Regions from separate parts of the Triticum aestivum genome. Here region 2 is linked to region 1. A link is a contact called in public HiCAR-type data. All regions are on one chromosome and are shown on one strand. The core of a region is the stretch at or near the end of the contact, and the rest is flanking DNA. Distances in the headings are between cores, read along the strand shown.

Region 1 (5,519 bases), core at 1,074-3,573:
AACCAGCTCTCACGGTGCTCTCTTCTCGGGTGCTTTTGTGCAACAAGAGCTATGTTGTAAAATAGTTCTGTAGCAAGAGCTATGTTGCGAAAATTTTGTAAAAAAATTCTGGAACAAGGCCTTTGTTACAAAAAATATTCTACAACAGAATCTATGTTGTGAAAAAAAATTGCAGCAACATCTCTGTTGCAAAACTTTTCTGCAACTAGACTAATATTACAAAAACAAATTCTGCAACAAGACTTGTGTTGCAATGATTGAGACGCCGCTCGATGCGCTAGATCTAACGGCTCGCGGCGCGGTTAATCTTTTAAAAGATCAGCCTGCGGACGCGTAAGACGGCCCTTTTGATAGACTCAACCTTAATACAAATTCATACAAAGTTGAGAGACTTTTTTTAAGGCAAAATTGAGACACTTACTTTGATACGGAGTGAGTACTAGTTGTCACTAGATCGATTTGAGATCGACAACATAGTGAGTACGACTTGCTACTGGCCAAGCGATACGTTCAACAGTTCGACACTAGATTCTTCCTTCTAGCTACATGCGGCGTCCCTTGTCAGCGATCGATCGATCAAGCGCAGCTAAAAATTCGCCGACTCCATGCATCTTTCTTTCACCATCATCCATCAGGCACACGGTTGATTACTCTCAATTCACCTTTTAATCAAGCACCTGCGTGCCTCCTCTTGATCCTGGCCCTGAAGCCGTTCTTGATGTGGAGGATGATGGAGATCTTGGGCTCCACGACCTGCCCGGCCACCGCCTCCACCTCGAAGTTCCTCACCACGGCGGCCGCCACCGCCTTGAGCTGCACCAACGCCATGTCCTTGCCGAGGCACGTCCGCGGGCCGGAGTTGAAGGACACGAACTTGTACGACGGCACGTACCGCGGCTTGCCGTCCTCCCCGATCCACCGCTCCGGCCGGAACTCCCGGCAGTCCTTGCCCCACACCGCCTCCATCCTCCCCATCGCGTACAGCGACACCATCACCTTCTCCCCCGGCCGCACCTCGTGCCCGCTCGGCAGCGCCTCAGCGGCCACCACGCCCTTGTGCTCCATCGGCACCGGCGGGTACAGCCGGAGCGACTCGCACAGCGCCGCGTGCAGGTACACCAGCCGCCCCAGCTCGTCCGGGTCGTAGGTCACCATGCCGTCCGGGGTGGTGGTGGTGGAACTCACGGTGTCCAGCTCTGCGAGGATCTTGGACACCACCTCTGGGTTCCTCGTGAGGAGGTAGAAGAACCAGGAGAGCCCCGAGCCGGTCGTGTCGCGGCCGGCCAGCATGAGGTTCATGGTCGTGTCGCGGAGGAAGCCGTCGACGACCGTTCTGGCTTCGTCGTCGATGTAGGAGGAGAGCAGGTCCGCCGAGTCCTCGATGCCGCCTCTGGCCTTCACCGCCTCCCGCCGCTTGGCGATCGTGTCGCCGATGAACCGGTCGATGTCGCGCCACGCCACGGCCATCTTCCGCTCGTACCCGACCCCGAGCCACCGCACCAGCTTCCACCACGACGGAGGGAGCACGTTGCGGAGGAGGAGCACGTCCATGGCATCGTCCATGGCGCGCGCGAACGGCACTTCCGGGAACCCGATGGCCAGGCAGCCGGGGTCGACGCCGAACACCAGCGTGGTCGTCGTGTCGAACGTCAGCCTGAGGAACACGTCCTGCAGGTCGCACACGCCGGTGCCGCCGCCGGCGACGTGGGCGAGCAGCGGGAGCAGGTCGCGCTCGACCTTGCGCCGGCTGCACCGTGTCACGAAGGCCCGGAACCTTGGGCCGGACATGAGAAGCTGCGCCTTGGCGCGCTGGCGGCGCCAGGAGTCGCCGTCGGCGTTGAAGATGCCGCCACCGAGGATGTCCATGATCTCGGCGAACTCGGGGCCCTTGGGGTAGTTGGCGAAGTTGGAGGTGAAGACGTGGCGGACGTTGGCCGGATCGGAGGTGAGGAAGAGCTCCATGCCCGAACGCGGCGGGCCGACGAAGCGGAAGTTGAGCGGGCTGGCGGTGAGCAGGGAGGTGACCCAGTCGTGGAGGCGCGGGAGGTTGGCGAGGAGCGCCGGGAGCATGCCCACCAGCGGCCACTCCAGCGGGATCACCGGGTTCTTCCGCTTGGACCTGGCGTGGAAGTAGTAGAAGACGACGAAGCATAGCAAGGAGAGCGAGAGCTCGAAGAAGGAGACGGGCGCCATTTTTGCCAGCTCCCTTGCACCGTTGCACGCTGCACGCACGTACGTGATGAAGGTCGAGGCGAGGTGGAGCGCGCCAATGGTGGTGTGGAGTTGGAGACGGAGACTGGCGAACGTTTGGAGGGTCACTCACCTATATGTACTCATACTCGAGCAGAGCATAATCAATGCCGGGTTTGGCTTTCATTTGAGATGGTACTCCTGATTGGCAGTCTGTTCACAAACAAATTGTTTTGAATATGATTGATCATCACAATTCACAAACGTGGATTTGAAATCTTGAGACCAGTGGTGTAGGTGCAGTCTGTTCATGGTCATTTTTAATTTAGAGTGAAGTCCACAAATATGCACCTGGAAAGTCAACAAAATTAGTTGTCAATTTCCAAGATATGGGTATAACATTTTCAATTGAATTTCAACTAGTATAACGCATCGTGTACCGTACACACATGGTTGATACAACATAATAAATTAAAGGTGAGAAATATGGTACTCCCTCCTTTCCGATGTATAGGGTTGATCTCAATTCTTTCGTTTTTCCGACTTAAAAGGTCTCATCTTCATCTCCTATTGAGATTTCGAGGTAGCATACTCCGATTGCGTGTGCTGATCGATGCTGGTGTCACTTTCCTGGCAGTTGCATGCTGACATAAATGATTGAGTGCGTACGTGGCTTGATAGCATAAGCCACATGCACATGCATGAAGTGATAGGCCTGCCCGGGCTTGCCACCGAATCACGGATGTGTACGTGTGGATGCAAGTTGCAAGAAGACACCCGGCAGTGGGAGGGAACGTTGAGTGAGGCAGAGAAATGGTGGATATATCATATGCGTGGAGATGGTTCCGATTGATATCCTGGACCCTGGACTGGACCAGCCGTCGGTGTGCATGCATGTGTACTTTGCTCCCTTGCAGCTGGAGTACGTACACACAAATATATATAGTTTGATTAATGTTAACTGCATGCATGTGCTATCTTGAACACCTACGCGCGTGGCTTGCTATGCATCGTCCATCCTTGCTAATCGGGTACTAGTATACTGTATGATCTCGGCCATGCATGCCTATCACAATTTATGGGTCACCGCCGCATGCACCAGCCGGGAGACCCAACCTCGTTGACTTAGCCGGCCATGCATCCGGTGGATGCGCACTTTCTTCAATACCCGCGCATTGCTGCAGTGAGACGGTTGCAATATACGTTGATGACATTTGATTGTGTGAAATATAAATGTTTAGATTAATGACATATGAATTAAATTTAAAATACATATGGCTTGCTATATTTGATTATGTACAATTGTAAAATATTTATTGAATATAGATAGAATAATAACATAGAAAAGTTTTCCATGCATGATTGTATGTGGTGGTGGGTCTTTATCACGCATGATTGCATGTTGAGGTGGGCCTTATCTCATCCATAACTGTATGTTGATATGACATGCTTGCATGTTGTGATAAATAAGTTAAAGCATCTACAACCATGGACATAAAATCCGGGCCCTAAAACGCCCGCGGACGCGCGCATCCGCGGGCAGTGACTGCACACACCTCATATTTTCTGCCATGCATCCGAGTACGTCATATTTTATCCCTTAGATCCATACAAAAAGCATGAGATAAAAAATTACGTACAATGCAAATGAGACTAGTGTAAACTACACATCGTCCTCGTCGGAGATGTCCGCTATCTCCTTTCTGAGTGCCAGGTAGATGAGTGCATAGGAGGGCTCCGCCTCCTCCTCCTCCTCATCCATGCATGTAGGCAAGCATCTCACGACATCCGATTCCTGCTCCGCCTGGAGTATACGACAGTTGGCCTCCGTCTCTGCCTCCAACTTAAGGGAATCGAGGATTGCCTGCTTCTCCGCCCATAGATCTACATCCTCACGTCCACATCCTGCTTCGCGTCCGCATCGACCTGCAACTCCACCTCCTCCTGGAACTTCTCCTCCTCCTCGAACTCCTCTTCCAGATCCGTCGCGTCCCGTGGTAGCCCCTCGGCGTTCGGCCTTCATGCCTTGCCCGAATCAACTCAAGGAGCTGCAGCTGGCGCCCTGGAGTTAGATAGCTCACTCGTCGTCGTTGTGGCATGGCTACTTGACTATGGTTGCGGGTGAGTGGCCAACTTTTGAAGAGTAAGGCGACGAGGGACGAGGGGGGCGGGGTGGATGGGCTCGGGTTGGCGGCGCCGAGAGGGTGGAAGTGGATGTTGTTAGGGCTTGGGGACACCGTTCGGCTTAAATAGCCGGAATTTGGCCCTCGGGTGACAAGTCGGAGCGGCGCCACGCGGCGTTCACGCCCCACCGCAGGAGATTGTCATCGGACCATCGGGTTTTCGGGTATTTTCTTGTGGGACCTCATCGTCAGTCCGATGTGGCGGACGCGTCGGTCATGCCCGGACCTCTCCATATTCGCCCTATATTTGGACTGGATATGAGAGGTGCCGGTCAGCCCGATCGTTTGATGCCCGTTTGAGGCGTCCCTCTAGGCCGGGTTTTTTGACCAGTCCCTGACCAGTCTGTCCGCCTGGTCGTTTGAGGCGGGTTTGAGGTGGCCGGCTGTAGATGCATTTAGTGGAGTTTAATCTCTTAGGTACTACCTCCGTCTCGGTGAATAAGTCATTCGCGTAGTTCTAGATCGACGATTTAACTATCTAAATATGTATTATATGTGACAAAAATATATATTTAGAAACTACATTCGTGTAGAAATCTAGTGATATACTTTTCATGACATATAACACATATTTAATTGCTCAAATCGATGACCTAGAACTACGCAAATGACTTATTCACCTAGACGGAGGTAGTACTCCCTCCGTCTAGGTGAGTAAGTCATCTTAGGTTGTGCACAGTGACCAAGGAAGAGGGAAAAACAAGAAAACTTAATGTTCATTTGCTAATTAATATCATTGCATGCACTAACCACTGCATGTCGTGTTTGGTAGTCTCAAGTCATTAAAAACATGCACACCCGACATCTCTTATTGGTTGATACGTCAAGAAACAAGAAACAAGATATAATTTAATGCACCGTGCTTAAGTGCTTTGGAATTATTTAGTTTTCATAAGATGACTTACACACCTAGACGGAAGGAGTATATAGTATTCCTCCTGTCGCTTTCTCAAAATTGAAGGGTTTGCTTGGTGCCGATTTTTCTTAGCAAAATCGCCTAGTTTTCCCCATCTTTATGTCTGGCGAAGCTGAAGTTGGTCTCTTTTTTTTTTGATAAAAAGAAATCTGAAGTTGGTGGAGGCGAAACATTGTTGAGGATGTGAGCATACCAGGCTTTTGGAAAAAAACACCCAGGAGGAGTCACAT
Region 2 (5,519 bases), core at 1,182-3,681, 250 kb after region 1:
CAACCTCTCCATAGCTAGGACCTTGCCTCTCCATACCTACCCCCACTCTACTGTCAGACTTAGAACCACGACACATGGTCCGGGGCGGGGGGCGTCGACGGCGACTGGCCGGGGCTGAGGGAGGCGACTAGCCGGGGCTGGTGGGAGGCGACTGGCCGAGGTCGGCGGCGGCTACCTCGGCTGGCTGCGGCGGCTCGACTAGGTTCAATGAAAAGGATATGGGGAATTTCCCCACGGTGAATCGATTGGGAGGGGGGGTAAAACCTATCCATAGTTCAGCGCCAGCAAGTATGGCGCCGAATATGCCACGTCGCCGGTTTCCCGTCCACTCGGTGTTACGGTGATGTTCTTGGGCCCACTAGTTCGGCGCCACAGATGTTGGAGCCGAGATGTGCACACTCGGTGCCTTGTTCTTTGGCGCTGACCCTGGGGTCCAGATTTGGAATTAGTTTCGGCCAGGGGCCAAACGTGCTTGAAGTCGCTGAAAGAGGCTCGTTTTGTCAAAAAAATACCAAGAAAGAGGAAGGGCATGCACTGGTCGAGCTCCTGGACAGCGTGCATGCGGTGGCGTGGGGAACGAGGAGGAAGGAAGGCAGCCAATCAACTGGTTCGGAGTTTCGACTGTGCAATTATTACGAGCATGCAGACAAAGACATCTCAAACCCCATACCATGGGTCAAAATGTCCAGTTCTTGGTCGCGTAGCTCTCCTTGGTATATGTGCTTGCTCTTAGACACGAACTAAATAGAATCGAAGGCAGTACCCTTTAAGAAAATAAAAAAAATCTAAAATAAATAATGACAAAATTTGCGCACAATTACATAGAAATTGTGCTTAAAAATATGCGAGAATAAACACATATGATAGTGCGATTTTTTGTAACAAGAAGTACCCTATGAAAAAAAATAAATTAGTGGCATTTGTATTACCTTTAAAGAAGAGCGTAAAATAAAACTAAGACAAAATTTAAATAATAAAAATATTAAGAAAGAATGAATTAGTAGCATTGGTATTACCTTTTAAGAAGAATTGCCACACATTTTTGCACTGAAATGGCACTATATGCAAATATTAATCATATAGCAGTGCAATTTTGGCACATACTTGTATAGTACTCCCTCTGTTTCATAATATTTGTCGAGGTTTTAGCTCAAATTCATGGCAAGAATTATGGAATGGAAGGAGTGTTTGGGGGCATATATTTACACCCACTTAGCATCCTAAAAATACCCCACAGAAGAAAAGAAATACAAACCAACTAATATAGAAAATAAAAAATAAGAGAAAAACAAATAGAAAGAGAAAAATAAAGGGAGAAAGGGAAGGCTGGGTCCCACCTGGTAATGGTCCTCGGCCCACTAAGGAATCAACCGACCCAAGTATGTGGTCAGCCGATTTAACACGGCCCAAACACCTCAAAGAACAAATCGGGAGAAATAGCAACATGAATCACAAAGCAAGATCAACGGCACACAAATTCGACTGACCCAGAATAAAATTTCAAGGACTTACATGTAGCTAAATTGATTAGGTATGTAGGTTCTTCTCCGCTTTGACTCGGGTCAAAAGGAATGTTGCCTATATTGACTCTTGTAAGTCGCACAGGCCTAGTTAAAAGACGACTCGTCGCTAATCGTCCCCATTTGTAAACACTTCTGATATAATGTAATTCATCGTCAAGCATAGACAATTTTTTTCCACAATTGCTTTTCACGTAACAATTTGTACCTTTTATTTCTTAATTGATACCGATTCTGACATAGAGAATAACTAATTTGCTAGTATTTGTTTTCTTCATGTTACTGTCATCTTCGGCTCACCATCCCTCATGAGGTCACGACTCAAGACTATGAGAACTCTCCTTTCCTTCCCGCTAGAAGTTACTACATGCTAAAAGCTTGTTTTCCTGAGCGAAAAGCTAAAATGTTCTTGGTTCAAATGCACTTGAAATCTCTAAGACATCATATATTTTACAAATATGAGTAAATTAGGGGTGTTCAAATAACACTTCCCACTTAGATCGTCACTGCCATCTCAGTCTGAAGCCTAACTCTTCCAGTCTCGCATCCATCGTAGTCTCTGCGTCAGTTCCTGTCCCACCTTGTCTCCGTCATTGTAGTCTCTGCGTCAATTCATGCCCCATCGATGGCGAAATTATCAACGTAAGCTCAAAAGAATTTCAGTTGCGTGGATAATGACATACCTTCTACAAAAACACAGGCCATACATTTCCACTTCCAAAGAGAACATATATGTGATCCACACAATTCTCACTCACACCACCCGCAAAAAAAAATCACTCACAGATATTGGATATGATATGTAGGAGCACATAATTTCATTTTATATCGAAGACCACAAAGTAGAATTATAAAAAGAGATATCCTACTGATGACCCCAATCCCCATACTGTAAGCTGATGGGAGACGCCTCACCAACCTATGAAACACATTTACTCATCATCTTACATGCATGCAAGAGTGCGTCCATATAAGCCCATATGTTGCACCGGCGACCTCACATCTTCTTCCATTCCAAGGCAGCCATGGATTCCCTCCTCTGGTTCGTGGAACTCCTCTCTCTCCTTTGCTTCTTCGTCTTCTACTACCGCCACCTCCAGTCCAAGAAAATAAGCAAGGCGGAGCCGACCGAATGGCCAGTCCTGGGCCATCTTTTCGGCATGGTCGCCAACCTGTCCCACTTCCATGACTGGGCCACCGGCATCCTTGCCGCCACGCGCTACAACTTCGAAGCTCGCGCGGGCATCACCGGCGTCCGCTTCTTCGTCACCTGCGACCCCGCCAACGTGCGCCACATCTTCACCTCCAACTTCACCAACTACCCCAAGGGCGAGGACTTTGCCGAGATCTTCGACGTCTTTGGCGACGGCATCTTCAACGCCGACGGCGACTCCTGGCGCCGCCAGCGCGCCAAGTCCCAGCTCATCATGGCGGGCCCTCGCTTCCGCGCCTTCTCCGCGCGGTACAGCCGCGACAAGGTGGAGAGGAGCCTCCTGCCTTTCCTCGCGCACGCCGCCGAGGCCGGGACCGGGACCCCCTGCGACCTGCACGACGTGTTCCTGCGCCTCACTTTCGACATGACCTGCAACCTCGTCTTCGGCGTCGACCCCGGGTGCCTGCAGATCGGCCTCCCCGTGGTGCCCTTCGCGCGCGCCATGGACGACGTGCTCGAGACGCTCTTCCTCCGCCACATCATCTCCCCGGCGTGCTGGAAGCTCATGTACCGGTATGAGGTCGGCACCGAGAGGAAGATGGCCGCGGCTCGTCGGACCATCGACCGGTTCGCCGCGGACACCATCGCCAAACGCAGGGCCGACCACAAGCTCCGACCAAACGAGGGCGTCAGCGACTCGTCCGACATGCTCTCGTCCTTCATCTGCAACGGTGACGCGAGCGAGTACAGCGACGAGTTCCTGCGCGACACCACGGTGAACCTCCTGCTCGCCGGCCGGGACACTACCGGCGCAGCGCTGTCCTGGTTCTTCTACCTGCTCTCCAAGAACCCGCGCGTCGAGCAGAAGATCCTGAACGAGCTGGCGCCCATCGCTTCCCGGAAGAAGAAGCTGGCCACCGACGACGGCATGGTGGTGTTCGACGTGAGCGAGCTGAGCGGCATGGTGTACCTGCACGCGGCGCTGTGCGAGTGCCTGAGGCTGTACCCGTCCGTGCCCTTCGAGCACAAGGCGGCGGTGGCCGACGACGTGCTCCCCAGCGGGCACGAGATGAAGGCCGGCGACAAGATACTCATCTTCTCCTACTGCATGGCGAGGATGGAGGGCGTGTGGGGCAAGGACCGCATGGAGTTCAGGCCGGAGAGGTGGGTCACCGCCGACGGGAAGCTGAGGTACGAGCCGTCCTACAAGTTCATCTCCTTCAACGCCGGGCCAAGGACCTGCCTCGGCAAGGAGATGGCGTTCGTGCAGATGAAGACCGCCGCCGCCGCCGTGCTCTGGAACTTCGCAGTCGAGACCGTGCCGGGCCACGTCGTCGAGCCGAAGCTGTCCATCATTCTCCACATGAAGAACGGGCTCGCCGTCACGGTCAAGCGGAGGAACGCAACGCGCGTGCATGGCTCTATCTAGTACGTACGTGCGTGCCTAGTGCCTACACGTCTCGGCCGCAAGGTATACGGGGCGTACGTAGCTACACGTACGTCATGTACGTATTATATGTGTGCAAGAGTGGCATGTGTGCTTAATAATAGTGTAATGGTGCTCCATACTACAAGAATAAAAGTATATGAAAAATATAGACGTGTGTAGGTGTGCGTTGCGACATGTGTATAAGCTGTATGTGTGTACCCTAAATAGAAAATGGACGTATGGGCACCAGCTTGGATCGACGCGTGATCTATACAGGTTGGCCTGATGCTTGTCCCCGCTGCACACTATACATTTCTGGAAGTTATCATATGCATCCTCTCACTTTCCTATTCGTTATGCATATCACACTTTTGTATGCTACATCCTATTGCAACTAGCCGTGGCTAGAACGGGGAGAGGCAGACTTTGGAAGCAGCATTAATTCGGCAAACGGCCGGAGTCAGATATTCAGATAGATATCCATGTCCCACATGCGTTTGTTGAATAATGTGCCACGCACAGGGAGTTGTATCATTCTATCCATATATGGTGTAGTAATATAGATCAGCACGCATGTAGTACTATTTTATTTATATATTTTTTTATGCATCGACACGCATGTAGTACTAGCTAGGGGGCAGGAGCTAGAAAGAAGGAACCGTGTACGTATGAATAATTCTACTTCCCCACATTGTTTGCCAATTTGTGTCCTTCCATCAGATTATCAAGAGACTGAGCCGGCATATCATCTTGAGATTTATAAAGCCACCGTAGGCGCCTCGTCGTCGACAGAACGTCTCCTCCCGAATATTTATACATACATGCATGTTCCACGTACATGTTACCTAACGCATACTTCCCATCGTTTTTTTATGAGGATTGGACAAGAGTTTTATTCCAAATGCACAGGGATACAATCGAGAAGCAACAAATGCTCAATGCACGGTGGTCCTCTACCAAGTCATACATCGCAGTACTCTCTGTATAATTATATAACGCCAACCGATCTGTCATCCTATTTACTCACGCTTAACTTTTGAAAGAATAAATTCTCTTTCAACCATAAGTTGACGAATTTCAGCAACCAAGTGTGTGTACGCCGAGCGGGTAAGGCTGTTCCAGTCATAGCCGAAAGTGCCTCCGATGAATCAGACTAAACGATGATAGGCAGGTTATAATGTTGAGCTGCTAATGTCATGCCTTGCATTATTGCATGCAGTTCCGCCTTCATAGCATCATTGCAGGTAACAATGCAGCGGTAGGCCGCAAAAATAACACTACCATCATGCTTTCTCAGTATCATCCCCGCCGCTGCTGATTCATGGTTCTTTCAATCCATATTTTTTAGGGGTATTTTTGACATTGATCCATATTTTTTTTCATGCCAGAGAAACCCATAATATGTCATCCACAATCG

Evidence for each region. HiCAR-type assays count read pairs that join an accessible place to other places.
Region 2: a contact with region 1 is called in a HiCAR-type map of leaf, with 3 times the contacts expected there. The contact joins the promoter of LOC123093735 here to the promoter of LOC123093733 in region 1. A contact is called at or near these places in 2 of 5 Hi-C or Micro-C datasets (leaf and root) and 1 of 1 datasets of contacts at active chromatin or transcription factors (leaf).

What each region holds. Positions count from the first base shown.
Region 1 is chr4B:633,656,808-633,662,326 of IWGSC CS RefSeq v2.1, forward strand. It overlaps LOC123093733 (alkane hydroxylase MAH1), which reads right to left and starts at 2,324. Exons shown (of 1, transcript XM_044515764.1): 1 at 283-2,324. The coding sequence starts at 2,193. The coding sequence ends at 670.
Region 2 is chr4B:633,907,989-633,913,507 of IWGSC CS RefSeq v2.1, forward strand. LOC123093735 (noroxomaritidine synthase 3) reads left to right here and starts at 2,432. Exons shown (of 1, transcript XM_044515766.1): 1 at 2,432-4,454. The coding sequence starts at 2,501. The coding sequence ends at 4,102.